Regions from separate parts of the Mus musculus genome. Here regions 1 and 2 are each linked to region 3. The links are chromatin contacts, called in public Hi-C and HiChIP or PLAC-seq maps. All regions are on one chromosome and are shown on one strand. The core of a region is the stretch at or near the end of the contact, and the rest is flanking DNA. Distances in the headings are between cores, read along the strand shown. Region 1 has its middle 19 kb from the start of Gm33290. Region 2 has its middle 30 kb from the start of Fancf. Region 3 holds the start of Slc17a6 (solute carrier family 17 (sodium-dependent inorganic phosphate cotransporter), member 6).

Region 1 (2,700 bases), core at 56-2,555, 170 kb after region 3:
TTAGGAGCTGGAACCAAGCATAAAGATGGGAGAGGGTGGGATTCAACCTCTAATGAAGAAATAGATGAGATCTGGAACTTACCACTGGAAGGGAGATAAAGGCATTGGTCTACAACGGCTGCAGTTCAATTCCTGAAAGTCGTCATCCTCTAACTTAACATGTGTTCCATGGCACACGTGCACACACGTGCACATGCATGAATGCATACACATGCCCATATACACACACATGTTAGGTTTCTACCTATGACTTTCTTTCAAGAGCACTTCTCTCTTGGCCCAGATTTTAAAGTGTCTAAAGAACTAGCCTAAGAAGGTATTCACAGACTCAAAACAGATGTGCACATACATATAAACACACATATGTACACAAGAACATATGTACACATGAACATACTGGTATATGTGGACATACTGATATTCACATATATGCACACTTATGCATATGCATACACACAGGCTCACATGTAGACACACAACTACACATAAAACATATTATACACATATGCATATGTATACACAAACACACCCAATGGTGCACATACTTACACACAGATGCAGACAGACAGACAGACAGTCAGACAGACAGACACACACACACACACACACACACACACACACACACACACACTCAGCTCCAGATTTTCTCTGGCAGCATTTTGAACACAGCTGCTGGACCAGTTGCGAATGTTGACAATGGGAGAGGCGACACGGCAGACGGTCAGCACATTCACTCAAATGTCAGGCAGCCGAATCATTAACACAGTGCACTGCCCAATAACTTCCAGCTCCCTGCGGATGCGGCTGTGCAGGAATAATTACTTGGACATCACATGTACTTCATCACTTCCAAATTAGATTTTCCTAATCCACCGCTTTATTTTCGGAGTAATCTCATTAGTGCAGTGGTGTTTCTGCCTCCCCCACGTCTCAGAAGATTTATTGCCTTAGAGCAATAATAAGATTTAATGTTTATCGAAGGATGCATCGTTTTAAGATTCAGACAGAGGTGCTGGGGCTGTGCACATTCATCCCTTTTCTCTCTCGTCCTTCACACTTCAAGAAAGATTGCAGAGTATAAATCTCTATGTCTGTATCCTGGCTTTCCTTTATTGAAACACAAATAAAATCATATTAAAGGCTGCCACTGACTGCCTCAAACAAAAGGAGTCGTTGGCAGATTATTAGATAAAATTCTTCAACCTGTAAAAATGCAGCAAGGGAAGGGTTCTGATTTATTTACTTACTGGGTATTGCAGTGTGTGCATGTGTGTACACAGGGATGTGGGTGAGGTCACGGACTCTTGCATGCTCCAGTGGAAGACAGAGGATGAAGTTAGGTGTCTTCCTCCATCCCTCTCTATAGCTTATTCCTTCAGCCGTGATGTCTCACGGAAGCTGAAGGTTGCTATTTTGAATATACTAGCTGGTCAGTGAGCTCTGCAGCTCTCCCTTTCTCTGCCTTACCTCAGCATCCACAGCCCTGGGGTAAGAGATGCACACTCCACACCCAGCTTTTACGGAAGGGTTCAGAAGTGGACTCGGGTCCTCATGCTTACGCAGCAGGCACTTCCAGCTGAGCCCTAACCCTGCACACAGAAAAAAAATGAAAACAATGTCTAAATCTCAGTGGAAATGCTCTCCATTGTTAATAAAGTAAAATAAGTAAAATAAATATTCCTGGTGATTTTCCATCACTAATACAGATCCAGAGAAAGTGATGTTAAAGAATGCAGACCAATTTGTCTCTGTCCCAAAGACAATGGACTCTTCAGAGCTTCAAACTCAAAGATTATTTTTAGATACAAAAAAAATCTTGTCAGGATAAAAAAATAAAAACCACAAATACTTTCTTATACTCTGATAGAATGGAATGACATTATATAAAACAGTACAGTTCAATACAGTATGGTACGGTACGGTATGCATTGGTATGGTATGGTATGGTATGGAATGGTATGGTATGGTATGGAATGGTATGGTATGGTATGGTATGGTATGGTATGGAATGGAATGATATGGTATGGTATGGTATGGTATGGTATGGTATGGTATGGTATGGTATGGAATGATATGATGTATGGTATGGTATGGTATGGTATGGTATGGTATGGTATGGTATGATATAATATGGTATGGTATGCATTGGTATGATATGGTATGTTATGGTATGGTATGGTATGATATGGTATGGTAGAGTATTAAATGGAATATTATGATGATCTACAATATTTAAGGTAATGGTTTTCTTGTCAGAAATTTAACCTGTTGTTCAGATATATTCTGTCAGTGTGGCTCTGGAGAGTTGTTAACTGATAGCATTTGTATTCATTGTACTTGGGTGCTAGTTAGAGCTCTGTCCTGACAGAAGTGATATGTAGCTCTGAACGATTTAGCTTTGGATTCTGGGTCTTTCAGCAGTTAATTACCTGCTCTGGGAAGTTCTCAGGATTTCCTAGCAAGATACATGGGAAAATAATTAGATCTAGAATAAAAGATAAAAATCAGTATAAATGACAAGTGAGTAGATGTATCATACAGTATTAATTCTACACACACACACACACACACACACACACACACACACACACACACACACACCACACCACACACCGGAAAGATGGAGATAAATTGCAGATATAGACTGCAAAGGCTTACTGGCCCACATGCAGATTATATGTGAAGTTTTAAAGCAGAGAT
Region 2 (2,700 bases), core at 80-2,579, 210 kb after region 3:
TGTTAAGCTTAGAACAATATTTAGCAGGCAGACAGCAAAGGCAGCCAAGTACTTGGTAGTTCCTGAAGCTGAATAGAAAATATGTCCTCTTATATATTAGTGGGAATGGAAGCTGTCTCTTACTCTTTTTGCCTGCTTTGGGGACCCCTTTCCTCTTACTGGGTTGCCTCACCCAGTCTTAATATGAGGGGAAGTGTCTCTTCTTACTGCAACTTGATATGCCATGGTTGCGCTAATCCGAAGGGAAATGGAGGAGGAGCAGATGAGGAGAGAGGGGAGGAGGATGGGGAGAAGGAGAGACACTGGGTGGAGAGGAGAGAGGAAAAATTGTGGTTAGCATGTAATATATGAGACAAGACCCAGTTAAAAAATAAATTTAAAAGGAAATATATTGTCACTTTAAATAAATGCCAACATAGAAAATCTCCGAAGAGATAATTTGCTCCTAGCATATATTGGTTTTTTTTCCATTTTTTATTAGGTATTTAGCTCATTTACATTTCCAATGCTATCCCAAAAGTCCCCCATACCCTCCCCCCACTCCCCTACCCACCCACTCCCACTTTTTGGCCCTGGCGTTCCCCTGTACGGGGGCATATAAAGTTTGCATGTCCAATGGGCCTCTCTTTGCAGTGATGGCCGACTAGGCCATCTTTTAATACATATGCAGCTAGAGTCAAGAGCTCCGGGGTATATTGGCTTTTTAAGTCTAGGTTTCAAATCAGAATCCCAATAGCCTGACCGGCTTTGGGAAGAGCTGGTGTTTTGGTGGTTGAACACATTGTGAAGAGTTGGTGGTTACATGGGTGAACAGGCTTTGTGAAGAGCTGATGGCGAAGGGGTTGAAGGTTCAGCTCCCACGGAAGGCTTGGGTTAGTCAAACCATTCAGCTTCTGCGGCATTTAACAAGTAAAATAACTTCATTAAGTTTTTGGCTTATCTAGAAGGAAGGAATATTAATATCTATTTATGTGACTTCCCACGAATAAAATGTTGACTACAGGTGCCTTCAATTAATATGAGTAAGTGTCATAATCAGCAAATGGCTATTCCCACATAAAATCCCAATCACACTCCCACAAAAACAAAAGATACAGATTTCACAGCGGTCACACAGTAAAAACAATAGCTTAAATCTAAACTGTGCTTTAGATTCTTTAAGCACCGCTCCCTCTCTATGCCCATTAATAATAAAGCACACTTGTCTGCAGAGAATCTGCTAGTGAGACTGTGTCCAGCCATTGGTGGGAAACGGGTGAGCAGAGAGCCAGGCAAGCTCAGAGCCGACGGCCATTAGTGAGAAATAACAGATGGTGTCTCACTTTTTGCTATAGGCAAAGAGCCAAATGACATGACTAAATAGAAAGACGGCCCCAGAGGACAGCATTTGGTCTCCTACTGAGCACGGAGCCTGAAAGGCAGGGACATTTTTTAATAACCTTTCTCTGACAAGCTTAACGCTATTTAATGCCTAAACCTGTCATACCAACCCGGCCAGGAGAACAGGTCTCCAGGGAGAAACCCCACAGTGTGCAGTCCTAACTCCTCAGGAAAAGGCATAAATTGCACACACATAAAAAATATTATAGAACAAGGTCACCAACAAGAACTTTCCATTTAAATAAAAACAGCCATTGTCCTTCCTGGTAACCCTCTGGACCTAGTCCCCAGTCTACAAGGGAAAAAAAGCTAAGGTTCTGTCCAGTTGTAATTAAAATAAAATAGTAAGGGTGTTCTCTCTGCTTTGGCTGAAATTTGAGTCCAGTTTAATTAGAAGGAAATGCATCATGAATTATTATGTGCTGAAAGTCTACTGAAAATGAAAAAAATAAAAAATGAACTCATAATTCTTTACATATTGGGTTTTACATTTTCATCAAACCAAATGAAACAGCGAATACGACTCTAAACGGCTTCTGGAGTAAATTGATAGATCAGCAATCTTCATGATGAAAGTTCCTTATTATCCCGTGGTTGCAGTACTCAGCAGGTGTGAGCCGGCCTTCTGCAGAACACTATGGACCACAGCAAATTTACCTAATGAGTTATGTTGCTTTTCCAACAAAGTAGCAGAGCCTTGTTGTGGACACAGGTTAGATTCTCCCCAGAGTCCACGGCTCATTTTGCTGCAGCTGTTTAATTTTCTTGCCATCACCAAATCATCATGTTTTAATAACTCTCTACTTTTCTCTAGTCTTATATGAATGCAGGGTCACCGGAGAGGCTACTATGTTGAGTGGCTAGCTCGAGGTTCTGTGACTAACCCTAGGATCATGCAAGTGGTCACTCTGTCAACATGCCTCCTTTCTGCTGTAAGCAGTATGATTGCCATGTTAATGCCATTATTTTAGTGCAGGGTAGATGGAAAATGATCAGAAAAAATGTTTATATGGGGCTGAGGATGTGGTTCAGTTAGCAGCCTACCTGCCTAGCAGGCACAAAGCCCTAAGTTCCAACTGTAGTGACACTTGAACTGGTATGGTGGTACATACATATAATTGCAGCTCTAGGGGGCATAATGCAGAGGTTTCACGGTCATCATCATTGGCTATGCAGTAAATTACATGCTAGCCTGAGGTGCATGAGTCTCTAACTCAAAAAAAAAAAAAAACCAAACAAAAAACAAAAAACAAAATCATTGTTCAGATAAATAAATGTAAGCAAATACATAGCTTGCTTTTTAGTTTAGTTTAATTTAGA
Region 3 (2,700 bases), core at 52-2,551:
TTTGAAGATGGCTTCCTGGTTTTTAAAGTATATACGTAATATAATATATAACATTCACATAATGCATATGTCCCAAAATAACAGGAATGTAATCGTGGTATTCTTGCTCAACCATACTTCTTAATGAAATACAATTTTATAGGCTTTGGATTTGGATTTAACAATTGCAAAGGGTTTTAGCTATTTGTGATTTTTTTTCATCTCTCTATTTTAGGAAATTTTTTTCCACATATCATTTGAAATCGTCAGAGAACATTCTTATTTGACTCTGCACCGTACCTCTGGGATGTAATCCAATAGTCCCTATGTAAAACGCACTCCCCTGGTTGATTTAGCTAGCATCCAAGGTTTAACCTTGGGGATGTAGCTCAAGGACAGTCTGTTTCGTAAGCACTTGCCTGGACTGCATCTTAAGAGGGTTGTGGTCCATGCGAAATAACTCACATTAATTCAGCACAATTTAATTGTTTTGCTTAATGATATAGGTTCAATGGTATTATACACAACTAAGATGGAAAACCTTGTAGGACCATCTCTCAAAACCCAACAAGCAACAATGGCAAAAATAGCCTCCCTCTTAAGAAAAGGTGTCATAAGGAGGGAAAAATAAAATTTAAATAGAGTGTAAATATATTGAAATAAATTTTTAAAACATTATCAGTTACTCTTCGCTAACAAGCTTAGTTATAGGTACAAATTTTACCTGTAATTAGAAATAATTCAGTATTGTGTTGTGCATTAGTTAATTAAAGAAACTTAGAATTCCAAAGAATTCATTTCAGACTGCCTGTCCTTTATTCGGAAAGTGCACTAATGTTACAGCTGTCATTATCTCTCTGTCTCTCCTCCTTCTCTGTCCCACCTCTTTTTTTTTTTTTTTTTTTTTTGTCTCCTTCCATTTCTCTCTCTGCATCCTTTCTTGTTCGTCTTAGGGGTTGAATCAAATACACAAGCAATATTATTATGCATCTCATAAACATAAGCTTTATATCGGAGGGGAACCAGGTGTTCACCTGGATACCACACACCTAAAGTAGAAGCTTCTGCAGTGTTGCTTCTTCACCATGCTGTCAGAGCTAGTATGTACATGCTGGGCAACGGGTGGCCAAGCAGAGTAACTTGTCAGTGTTTAATAAAGCCCTCCTCCCTTGCAGAGCCAAATGCAGCTTTCCTCCTGAGAACTCTGCAGACGATGACATCTCCCTACTTGGTTTCCATAGCATCCGTTCCTGAAGAGCCCTAGAAAGGCCCTTGGTCAGGGCGATCCGCCCAGCTCCCCTAGGAAGTTGGCGAGCGGGTTAGCCAAAAGCAGCAGCCAAGGTTCCTTAGCTTCCTCTGTCCGTGGTCCTGAAATGCTAAACTGCGCCGCGCGCACTGACGGGAGCGGTCAGGTTTTATGGAAGGTCTCCCCCGGCGCTGCCTAAACCACAGCTGTGTGTCTGTTATTCACTCACGTTCGCAAAGATCAGCTAACATTCTCAGTCTTAATTCCACTCTGCCACTCTGCCGCAGAGCACAATTACGCCGGCGCGATGGGAGGAGACCATGTTAAGGCAGGAAGCTAACAGCAGCCGCTCACCTGAGGCCTAGGAAGCTCCCAAGGGTTCTGAGAGCTATGAGCTCTGATCAGCAAAGTCACCATTTTAGACAGTAGGGTTCTTTTGCTTTTTTCCTTACACAAGGGTTCGATGACGTTTCTGGTCAATCTGATTAAAAGACAGCGGATTTGATTGCGATAAGACTTCAAAACCGGGAATTTACGTTGTTTTTCGGTGAGGTGACTTCCAGAACAGGGACTCATCAGCACCCGCCCAAATACCACGGCACTGCGCGCGCCCTCGGCCACCGGATCCTCCCCTTCCAATGAGACTTTGTGACTGTGTGTACCAATTCTCCTATTAGGAAACCCGTGGGCTGCATGCAGCTATTCTGTTGTACTCTCTTTCTCGCCCTCCCTCCCCTCTCCAACTCACAGCCTTGCTGGAAAGCTCACCTCTGCTGAGAAGAAAAAGCTCTACCTTAACCAACTAAGACTATGCGCAGAATCCGTCTTTCATAGCCACAACAATTTAAATCTGGTAAGGCTGGACACCAGTCTTTACAAGAATGGAGTCGGTAAAACAAAGGATTTTGGCCCCGGGGAAAGAGGGGATAAAGAATTTTGCTGGAAAATCCCTCGGACAGATCTACAGGTAAGAGACTGCAACCCCATGCTTACCTGGGACTCATCTGGACAGAATCTGCAAAGCCATTTCTGAAAAGCTTGATTACTTAGAAAGATTGTAACATGGTGGGAAAGTCTTTTTGTTGCTCATTGCTGAAGCTAGGTTCCACTGGAAACCTGCTTATGAATGCAGGAATGTGACACTAAACGAACCTGTCGTGTGTGTGTGTGTGTGTGTGTGTGTGTGTGTGTGTGTGTGTGTGTGATTTTGTTTCATTACCTGGGGATTCTCATGTGCTCCAATTCAGTTCTTAATCCTCCTTTGCAATTCCAAAATGTTCGTTCAGCACCTGCTCATAAAGCCTGTCTTTGTTTTCTTATAGATTTCACAAATAAAATCCCTTTGATCCAAACAAGTGAATAACAAAAGCCAAAACCCTTTTTAAAAATAAACTTCAAAGACAAATGAAAGAAAAGGAATCTAGACCTTAGCTGCAAAAACATAGTGAAGAACTCTCCCATGGGAAATTCTGTAT

What was found. A called contact is a pair of places that touch in the nucleus more often than the background predicts. HiChIP or PLAC-seq counts read pairs in DNA pulled down with a chosen protein or histone mark.
Region 1: a contact with region 3 is called in a Hi-C map of cerebellum, with 1.9 times the contacts expected there. The contact joins the enhancer-like site here to the promoter of Slc17a6 in region 3. A contact is called at or near these places in 13 of 39 promoter capture datasets (the 3T3-L1 cell line, 3T3-L1-derived adipocytes, the C10 cell line and 9 more), 9 of 484 Hi-C or Micro-C datasets (3T3-L1-derived adipocytes, the AML12 cell line, Th1 cells and 5 more), 12 of 115 datasets of contacts at active chromatin or transcription factors (astrocytes, craniofacial prominence, embryonic basal ganglia and 9 more) and 3 of 9 other capture datasets (adipose tissue, liver and pancreatic islet).
Region 2: a contact with region 3 is called in an H3K4me3 HiChIP or PLAC-seq map of embryonic forebrain, with 7 times the contacts expected there. The contact joins the enhancer-like site here to the promoter of Slc17a6 in region 3. A contact is called at or near these places in 20 of 39 promoter capture datasets (the 3T3-L1 cell line, 3T3-L1-derived adipocytes, the C10 cell line and 11 more), 17 of 484 Hi-C or Micro-C datasets (the 63-12 cell line, the C2C12 cell line, CD8 T cells and 12 more), 8 of 115 datasets of contacts at active chromatin or transcription factors (embryonic basal ganglia, embryonic forebrain, embryonic hindbrain and 5 more) and 3 of 9 other capture datasets (adipose tissue, liver and pancreatic islet).

Annotation. Positions count from the first base shown.
Region 1 is chr7:51,790,161-51,792,860 of GRCm38.p6, forward strand. No RefSeq gene overlaps it. Among named protein-coding and RNA genes, the nearest start is that of Gm33290, 19 kb to the left of the region's middle. Within about 2 kb of position 1,306, at least 19 of the 459 cell types and tissues checked have an H3K27ac peak or open chromatin away from gene starts, as enhancers often do. A contact at or near this core is called in cerebellum, where this site is marked.
Region 2 is chr7:51,830,747-51,833,446 of GRCm38.p6, forward strand. No RefSeq gene overlaps it. Among named protein-coding and RNA genes, the nearest start is that of Fancf, 30 kb to the right of the region's middle. Within about 2 kb of position 1,330, at least 35 of the 459 cell types and tissues checked have an H3K27ac peak or open chromatin away from gene starts, as enhancers often do. A contact at or near this core is called in the C2C12 cell line, cerebellum, embryonic basal ganglia and 2 more, where this site is marked.
Region 3 is chr7:51,620,529-51,623,228 of GRCm38.p6, forward strand. Slc17a6 (solute carrier family 17 (sodium-dependent inorganic phosphate cotransporter), member 6) reads left to right here and starts at 1,302. Exons shown (of 12, transcript NM_080853.3): 1 at 1,302-2,192. The coding sequence starts at 2,107. Gm33136 (a long non-coding RNA gene) reads right to left here. Exons shown (of 4, transcript XR_003946771.1): 1 at 2,219-2,700; 2 at 1,580-1,706.